Linked DNA regions of Sus scrofa: region 2 is linked to region 1. Evidence: chromatin contacts called from public Hi-C data. All regions are on one chromosome and are shown on one strand. The core of a region is the stretch at or near the end of the contact, and the rest is flanking DNA. Distances in the headings are between cores, read along the strand shown.

Region 1 (4,720 bases), core at 623-3,122:
GCAGAACACTTCTGTTCTGTGGTCCAGTCAGTGGAATGCCTTTGGATCTCTAACGTACCAGGGTGTCCTGGCATGGGTTTTCACAGACACTAACCTGTCACACACACACTTCAAAGAGCTAAGGCCTAGCCACCCTCTGCAGCTTAACTCACACCCCAAACACTAGGTTGGAGGTGCGAGCCACTGTCTCTGTTGTGCCCTGTCTACACTGTCTTCTGCAGAGCCCTTATCACTGCCTATCTGCTTCCCCAACTTCAATGGTCCCAAGGACAAGGGCCAGGTCTGTTTTGCATCTCTCACATCCCTAGGGTCCAGCACAATGCCTATCACTACTCAGTAATGACCTGAGAATCAATGAATAGACAAGGCAGTTTCATGTAGAAGATCACACAGCTATCAAGAATCAAAGTCAGCAAATGAACTGAGTCTGGGTGTGAGCGCTTGATGACCATGACTACTGCTTCTCTGGATGCCCCTCCCTTGACCAAGGCTCAAGGCTATGTATGCCTGGGACAGGAAAAGCTCAAGAGTGAAGAAAGCTGGGTGTCTCCTTGGTGCTTTGCATGCCAGAGAGAAAGCTGTGGCCAACCTGGAGCAAAACATTGACTCCCAGGCCCAAGAGTTCCCTGTGAGTGTAACCAGCCTGGCCAGCACCCATGCCACCTGTGCCACTCACCCCTGAGGTCTGGCAGTTCCTGCTTACTGCCATGAGGAACCTCTGCAGCCACTCTGCTGCTCAGCCGATTGGCCACCTGCTCCAGGGCCCCAGGGACAGGCAGGCTCTTCTTGGGGAGCGAGGGAGAGCCCAAGTCCATGGCCACCATTGTGTTTTCCTCAGAACCCAGGCCTGTGAGGTTAGGAAGACAGGCTCAGCCCAGGCAAGGCGCAAGGTCTCTACCCTTGTAAGGACTAAGGGTAGCGGTGAAGTGGTGGTGGTGATGGGAGCCTTCTTCCTCCTTCTTGGTGCCTGCTCTCACTTTGGGGTGCAGCTCACCCCATGAAAGCTGAGGCTCCATCCATAACCCCGAGCACCAATATGACGCAGAGATGTCGAGGGTGCCAACTGACAGCAGAGACTAGGAACAGTTTCCACCTACCAGAACACAGACAGGTCAGGGGACGCAGTGCTAGTCTGAACCAAGACTTCCATCTTAGCAGGTCTCAGAGAAAATATCTCTCTGGGCAGAACTTGTGGAGAGGAGCATCTGTCAGTCTTGGGGGCGGGTAGGTGGCAGTCAGAAGGGGAATTCAGTAAGACAAGGCCAGGGTCAGAGGCCAGACAGGCAGTGCAGAAGCGGGGAGCCCAGGACAGGAAGGAGGCTCCAATGGGACTTGTAGGGAACCTCTACCAGACAAGACAGCTGGGGCTGGGGCTGCAGACAACTTATCAGGAGCTAAGCCCTAGGTGGAGTAAGGTAAGAACTGGGAACCTGGACTGACAGGGATCTGACTGGTGACAATGAAAATGTGAATTACAGAACTTTATAAGAAGTTTCTGAGGCATCCTTTAGGCCAGGAAGCTTCTCTGGGTGAGGTGTATAGGCGGACAGAGAGTCAAAAGTGAGTTTTCATGGTCTAATTGCTCAGAGAAAGGGGCCTGAGAGGCCTGTTGAGCCCCAGAGCATGGAGAGAGATCTGAGAATGAGGGAACTGTGTCAGATGGCGCCTTGGAGGTGCTCGGTGTTATGAGTTGGGGGCCAGGCGGATCCCCGGTTCAGTCTGAGTCCTACAGAGGCAAGGAGAAAGCAAGTAAGGGGGGGCCTACCGGGGCTCGGGACACCAAGGACTTTGTCAAAGTGTTTGGGTAGAGTAGGCGCGTCTGTCAAATGGGGAGGGACCGTGTCAGGGCTGAAGTGACTTGAGGTGGGTTTCCGCGCCGGAAGAACTGTGGTGAGAGACGATCCAGGGGCTCCAAGGGGTTTAAGGGGCATCTGTCAGATGGGGTGAGGATCCCGAGGGGCAGCGGCGGAAAGTGTTTCTGAAGCCCGGGACCCTTCAAGCCGCGACAGGAGGCCCAGGGTCCCCGCGACCAGAGGGCCTGGGGGGAGGGGAAGTCCCGGAGACTGGACGGCGGGCGTCGGGGGCGGCGGCGGTAGCAGGGGGCGGGCGGGATGACGGCTTTGCCCTCCCCGCACCCTCCTCGGCGCGGGCTCTTACCCGGCGCGGGCGCGGGCCCGGGCCCCGGCTCCGGCTCGGCCTTGGGCCCGTCCCGCGGCGGCGGCGGCGGCGGCGGGGGTGGGGGCGGCGGCGGCGGCGCGGGGAGAGCCGCGGGGCCCGGGCTCGGGGGGCCAGGCGGGGGCGCCCCCGCGGGCGCGCGCTCCCGGGCGCCCCCCGCGCGCGGCCCCGCCGCCGCCTTGCTCTCCGCTTTTGTCACTCTGCACTGGGCGGTGGAGGCGGCCATCTTGGCTCCGGCGCACGCGGGGCGGCCGCCCCAGGCGGGAGCAGCCGAGCGCCGAGCGCCGCCGCCACAGAGGCCGCTCCACTCCGCCCCGCCCCTCGGGGCGCGCCCAGGACAGCCAGCCGATCGCCGAGCACAGAGAACGAAACCCTTGTCCTTCCGCGCCGGACTAGCGAGGAGCTAGTGGACGCATGCACACAGGACTCCGAGCGGCCCACGACTGCAGCCCCACCCCGTGCCTCGGCGAGCCGGGACACTCTCTCCCAACTCCGGACATCCCTAAGACTACAATGGGAATCCTCCGGCCACACGCATCCGCCTTAACAGTATCCAGGCTCCTGGAGCCCGACGGGCGGAACTAGGACCTGCCCCGGGACCTTGTTCCTTTCCCTTCCTTGGAAGTCTCTCCCCTCCGGGTCGGGAATCCTGGAAGACATCTGATCGCCAACCAGGAGGATCCCCCAACACGACCCTGGTATCCAGCTGTCCCCCCATGGCGCTGTCCCTCAATCCTACTCCAACCCAGGCTGGCACATTTCAAGCACAACCCGCTTCTCCCTCCCCAGTACTAAACCTATTGACCCTAGTTGTTACTTGACAGCTGGGTGGGGCCAGCTTCTGACAGTTGCCGCCCCCAACCTGGCATCTACTTCCTACTGCCCACTTAGGGGTGGGAGAGATTTCTAAAGATAGCCATGCAGGGTTGGTGCCCAGACGTAGCCCTAATCTAGGACATCTTTCCTCAAGGCAAGGCTTCCAGGAACTTCTCAACCACTCCTTTACACCCTCATCCTCAAGGTGTTCACTGAAAGATTGATCAGAGCTTCCCCTCAAGGACAGGGCCAGTGCTGTACCAGGCTAACTCCTTATGCCCCAATGATTTGACCAGCTCCCTCAGCACTAACTGAGGGCTGGTACATTGGTTTTCTGGTGGAAACAGCTTAGCTAGAGCTGAACCTGGCTACTAGATGCATGCTGCCATCCCTGGGATGCCTGGCCCAGGTGCCAGGTAAAGGGTCTAAGCCTGACGTTCAGGCCTCTGCTACAGTGACAGAAAGAAGGGGGTAGGGCTGGAGTCTACGAATTGCTTCCTATGCCCCCCAGCCATCTTCAGAGCAAGTGCCACCTTCCACCCACTATTGAGAAACCACAAACCTACGTGAATTGAATGCTCAGGGGAGAGCCTTCACAGAGGCAAGAAGCCTGAAGTCACATCCCAACTCTGCCTCTTCTGAAAGTGTGACCTCAACCAACTACCATCCTCTGTGCCTCAGTCTCCTTCTGGTGTAAGGAGGAGAGGGGGTTTTGATAGCCCCATTCTTCCCTTTGCAGACCCTCAAGTGCCCCCTCACTGGAAAGGAGACCTGTGGATGAATCCAGCAGAGCTCTGAGTACAGATCTAGGTAGGACCCTGGAAACTCCAGATAGGAGAAACAGAGAAGGAAGCATGAGCCCCAAGCAGCTCCTAGACAGTTCCCCCTGTTCAGGCATCTTCTCCATCCCTCAGAGCCCACCTTCTCCTTACTGCTGAGTTTTCTGCTTTGAGGTTCAGTAAACACAAAGTCAGGCTTTGTAAGATGGGGTCCTTCACTTTTCCATTCCCTCCACAGTGTCCATCCCCAGCCAGGCTCCTTCACAAAAAAATTACTTCTGGATTTCTCAAGCCATCCTCCACCAAGAAGCCACCAAACATGGCATCCAGAAGTCTAGCTCTGCTGTTTTGTGGCTGTGACAAAGCAGATGACCCACAGTTTTCTTATCCATAAATAGGAACACGATAATCCTTAGCTCCATGGAATTGTTTTGAGGTATGAGATGAAACCTTAGTACACAGCAAGCCCCCAATTACGGGAGGGGCTGGACAAAGTAGGCACCACTGAAATTCTAGAATGTAGAGTCTATATCTGCACTGTCTTGATCACCACAAACTTTATACTAGTTGCATTTCAAGTGCTCAACAGCCATATGTGGACAGTGGTGGCCCTGTGGGACAGTATGGTTATCTAGATAACATTTCCATCAGCTCTGAAATTTCTACCAGACAGTGCTGCTCTAGACAAAAGATATCATTAAGAGCAAGGATTCTGGAGCCTAACCTTCCTGGGCTTTCAAATACTAGCTCCATATACTTTCATCTGTATGACCTCTGTGCCTCAGTTTCCTAATCTGTAAACTGGTGATAATAACAGCCACCTCAAAGGGTTGTTGTAAGGATATAAATGAGTTCCTGTTTGTAAAGTGCTTAGAACAGTATCTGGCTTCCAGTAGTAGTTCGATAAGCCTATGTTAAAATCACTGCCAGGCAAGGCAGGGAAGGAACTG
Region 2 (4,720 bases), core at 937-3,436, 260 kb before region 1:
TAGGCACATAGTATGCTATACCCCAGGCTCAGCATAGGACATATTATCTTATCAGATCCTCTTGACGTTATATCCTTTTACAACTACAGAGACCAAGACTCTTGAGCAAAATTCAAAGTCCCATAGAACCAGAGCTCCCACTGTGGCTCAGCAGATTAAGAACCCGATGTAGTAACCATGAGGATATGGGTTTGATTCCTGGCCTTGCTCAGTGGTAAGGATCTAGCATTGCTGAGATTGTGGCATAGGCCAGCAGCTGCAGCTCCAATTCAACCCCTAGCCCAGGGAACTTGCATATGCTTCATGTGTGGCCATAAAAAGAGAAGTCTCATTGGACCAATGCTCTTAAAGCACTCCACTCTGTAACACTGCCCACATTCCTTGGGAATAGTGGAGCAAGTAGGGAGAGACGTAAGAGAAGGTGGATCCTAAGAACCAAGGGAAGTTTTCAGGGGTCATCTGCTGGGACTCCAGAACACCTGCCCTCCAGGAAAAGGGCCTCATTACATGACTGCTGACTGACACCAGCCTATCAGACTCTCTCCAACTCACTGGGCCAGGCCCAGGTGTCAGGCTGCCAGCTACCAAGTGGTGGCACAAACAGTGCTGGGGCCTCCCAACGCCAACTTCTGCACAGCCCCAAACACCAGGGGTCTTTGCTTTGCTTTAAATCACCACAAATCCTCAAGGCTAGTGGTGTTGATTCTGGTTAGGAGAGGAAAGACTAGGCGGAGGGTCTGGGGAAGGGGTAAATTTCTGAAAGAGGAGCCAAGTAGTTCAGAGCAAGGTCTGTGGGGTCAGCTCTTCACCTAAGGCAATTATCATACAACCTCTATGAGCCCTGGTTTCCTCCTATGGAAAATGAAGACAGAAACCAGAGCATCTATTCAGGAACGTGTTGGGTACATGGGAAAACCCCTCTAAAGCATTGAGCTCAGCAACTGTCACAAAATTGTCACAGCCTCCTCCTCTGGAGCCTGTGTTCAGCACTCTGACCCCACCCTGTTAGGGTACTGCTCTGTAAAACGGGCCCCAGGCCCCAGATGTAGGAGGTTGGCGGGGTACTGAATGCCCCGGGCAGCTGTGGCTTCCAGGTGATCTCTTCCCTGAGGCAAAGTCCAGAGCTCCGCAAGCAGCTCGGGGCAGTGGCGACGGAACCCTGGAAAAACTCTCCCGACCAGTTCCTCTGATTAGTCGGGCCTCACTTTCCTCGTCTGTAAAATGAGTTAGCTGGAAAGAGCGCTGGAAGTCCACTCCTTCTTTACTTGCCCCCGGCCGCCACCCCCGTATTCCCCCAAACCTTATGCGTTAGCTGATAGAAGAGCCCCAGGCGATAAGCAGCGCCCAGCAAGGCGGCCACTAGCGTCCCGAAGGCCAGGAACAGGAAAGAGGGGAAGAAGCCCCCAGCAGGGGCGGCGGCCGCGGGGGTCTCCATATGGTAGCACCTAAGAAAGAAAGGAGAGCGCTAGGACATTGGCGCGACAACCGCGACCTCAGAAGGCATTCCCCCACTCCCAGCTCAGATTCCGAACCACGCTCCTTGTCGCGAGTTTCTGAGCGACCACGCCCCTTACACCGCTAGGCTCCGGACCAGGCCAAGCCCCTCGGGGATCAGGCCAAGCCTCTTGCAACACCAGCACCGCCCCCGCCACCCCCCGCCTCCCCGCATACCTCACCATGACCACCTAAACTGTGCCATCACAGGTCAAAGCGGCGACAATGCCTCAAAAGAGTTATTTTCCCATTTACTTGCTCCTCAATGGATCAGCGGGAAGTTCCGCCTCTCTTTGCCATCAAGGACCAAGACTCTCAGCCCTGGAGATGAGCCCATCCTACATCTACGCCCCCCAAGTTAGCGTGCGCGACACTGTCTTCAAGCCAGGCCCCTCTCCGCTAGCAAGCGCCCAGGCCCGAGCCTAACCCCCAACCCCAGGCAGCGAGGTCTGGACGCACCGGGATGCTTCTCCGACCCACGGGGCACTTTAACCTTCACCTACACGAAAATCCGCCGACTCCGGTGTAATTAGGCGCCCTTCGTGTCACGTGACGGGGCGCGCAGCCTGAAGAGGCTGGACCCGGAACCTATGACCTTGCCCCTTTCGCCCACTTGGATCAGGGCGCCCGGTAGTCCAACTCGAAGCGCGTGGGCGGAACTGACCGGTAGCCATGTTCCGGTACACAGGCACCTCCCATAAGAGCCCTCCCTCTTACTGGCTGCCTCTGCACAGGTTCCGCCCTCTCTCGCTTCTCATTGACTCTCACTGCAGGCCTTTTACAAAAGGCCGCGCCCCTTTGCTGCTTCCAAGAGCCAGCCCTTCATTTGGCGGATTGTTGCGGGCCTCCGCAGATTCCCTGCGCTCTGAACCCAGGCGGCTTTCCGCAACCGCGGCGCTGAACACCTCTTCTCGTAGGCGGAGCCTGAACAGTCACGGTCTGAACAGTCACGGTCCCTTTGCCAGAGTCCACATCTTTCGGGACCTCACCCCCAACAAACCTCGCCCTCTCGATCTAATACCAGACTCCACCTCCCATCCTACCGCAATACTGCCATGGAAGAGGCCAGGTCCCCACCCTCTCCTTTTTTTTTTTTTTTTGTCTTTTTTTGTCTTTTTGCCATTTCTTGGGCCGCTCCCGCGGCATATGGAGGTTCCCAGGCTAGGGGTTGAATCGGAGCTGTAGCCACCGGCCTACGCGAGAGCCACAGCAACTCCAGATCCGAGCCGCGTCTGCAACCTACACCACAGTTCACGGCAACACTGGATCCTTAACCCACTGAGCGAGGCCAGGGATCGAACCTTCAATCTCATGGTTCCTAGTCGGATCCGTTAACCACTGAACCACGATGGGAACTCCTCACCCTCTCCTATTGAGAAACATTTCTGTTTCTCCAGTTTGGGGCTATTACAAAGCCCCTATGGACAATCATACCAAGTGTAAATGAAACGAGAAAGCTTCAGAAGTGGTGATGGAGAACAGAAGCCAGTGAGGAGCCAGTGAGGTCATGGCCAAGGACCACGGAAGACCATAGATCAAGACCTTACCGCCAGAGAGGGCAGGAATATTCACAACATATTTAAATTGCTAAATCCGCGAACTTCCGTGTGTGTTTCCCATGCATCCTTTGAAGTTTATTGTCTGTTATGACTTTAACATTTATTTTGGGAGTTCCTGTCGTGGAGCAGCGGAAACGAATCCGACTAGGAACCCTGAGGTTGTGGGTTCGATCCCTGGCCTCGCGCAATAGGTTAAGGATCCAGCGTTGCAGTGAGCTGTGGCATAGATCACAGAAGCAGCTCAGATCTGGCGTTGATGTGGCTCTGGCGTAGGCTGTCAGCTATAGCTCCGTTTAGACCCCTAGCCTGGGAACCTCCATATGCGGCTGATGCAGCCCTAAAAGGACAAAAGACCAAAAAAAAAATTATTTTTCATGTGGATTGGACGTTTCTCCCCAAGTCTGTGGGTCACCAGCCATAAAAAACCCCATTCCGGCTTGGAAGACAGTTTGAACTGGATGCTGTGGATGCTGGATGGTGACTCACTAGGCTGTGTTCTTGGAGAAGATGCTACACGTGAGAAGGAGCATATGGTTGGTGTATGACCCTGAGAGGCACCAGTCCTTCTGGTTCAACCTGTCTAAGAAGATGTCTTCACATCTTTTCAGCACCAAGATATTTACAAGACAAATAACTCCTCTTGCTAATACTGAGTGCCTCTCATAACATTAACTTTTTAAATTTTAATTGTAGCAAAATACACATACAGTGAAATTTACCAATAGCATTATGTACATTCACATTGTTGTGCAACCATCACCACCATACCTCTCCAGATTGATCTTTTTCATCTTGTGAAACTGAAACTTCACAGCCATTAAACAGCAACTCACCATGCCTCCTTCCACCCAGTCCCTGGCAACCACCATTCTACTTTCTGTCTCTATGAATCTGACCACTCTAGTTAATTCATATAAGCAGAATCATACAATATTTGTCTTTTTGTGTGTCAGACATTTCATTTAGCATAATGTAATGTCCTCGAGATTCTTCTATATTTTAGCAGATGTCAGAATATCCTAGAGTTCCTGCCATGGTGCAGTGAGTTAAGAATCCAACTGTAGAAGCTCAGGTCACTGCAGATGTGTGGGTTCAAATCCCAGCCCCGCAGTGGATTAAAAGATCCAATGCTGCCACTGCTGCAGTATAGGTCGAAGCTGCAGCTCAGATTCAATTCCTGGCCTGGGAACTTCCATATGCTGTGGGGGCAGCCATAAAATAAATTTTAAAAAAAGAATGTCCTTCCTTTTTGAGATTGGATAATATTCCATTGTGTAAATACACCACATTTTGATGATCCATTCATCTGTTAAATGTTCTACCTTTTAACTATTGCAAATAATGCTGCTTTGAACATGAGTATACAAATACCGAAGACCTTGCTTTTGATTCTTCTGGTTATATACACAGAAGTCAAATTTCTAGATCATACAGCAATTCTGACTTTAATTTTCAATCTTTTGAGGAATCACCATACCATTTTAAAATAGTAGCAGAGGAGTTCCCATTGTGACTCAGAGACAACAAACCCAATTAATATCCATGAGGATGCGGATTCAATCCCTGACTTCACTCAGTGGGTTAAGGTCCAGTATTGCTGTGAGCTGTGGTGTATGTCACAGACGCAGCTCAGATCTTGCATTGCTGTGGCTGTGGTGTAGGTCAGC

Evidence for each region. A called contact is a pair of places that touch in the nucleus more often than the background predicts.
Region 2: a Hi-C map of retroperitoneal adipose tissue shows a contact between it and region 1, with 1.9 times the contacts expected there. The contact joins the promoter of ILVBL here to the enhancer-like site in region 1. A contact is called at or near these places in 1 of 5 promoter capture datasets (fetal skeletal muscle), 2 of 47 Hi-C or Micro-C datasets (alveolar macrophages and retroperitoneal adipose tissue) and 2 of 2 datasets of contacts at active chromatin or transcription factors (alveolar macrophages and skeletal muscle).

What each region holds. Positions count from the first base shown.
Region 1 is chr2:62,168,078-62,172,797 of Sscrofa11.1, reverse strand. All of the region lies in intron 3 of WIZ (protein Wiz), which reads right to left. Among named protein-coding and RNA genes, the nearest start is that of AKAP8L, 14 kb to the left of the region's middle. Within about 2 kb of position 1,872, at least 71 of the 83 cell types and tissues checked have an H3K27ac peak or open chromatin away from gene starts, as enhancers often do. A contact at or near this core is called in alveolar macrophages, fetal skeletal muscle, retroperitoneal adipose tissue and 1 more, where this site is marked.
Region 2 is chr2:62,432,834-62,437,553 of Sscrofa11.1, reverse strand. ILVBL (acetolactate synthase-like protein) reads right to left here and starts at 2,186. Exons shown (of 16, transcript XM_003123453.5): 1 at 1,998-2,186; 2 at 1,301-1,445. The coding sequence starts at 1,435.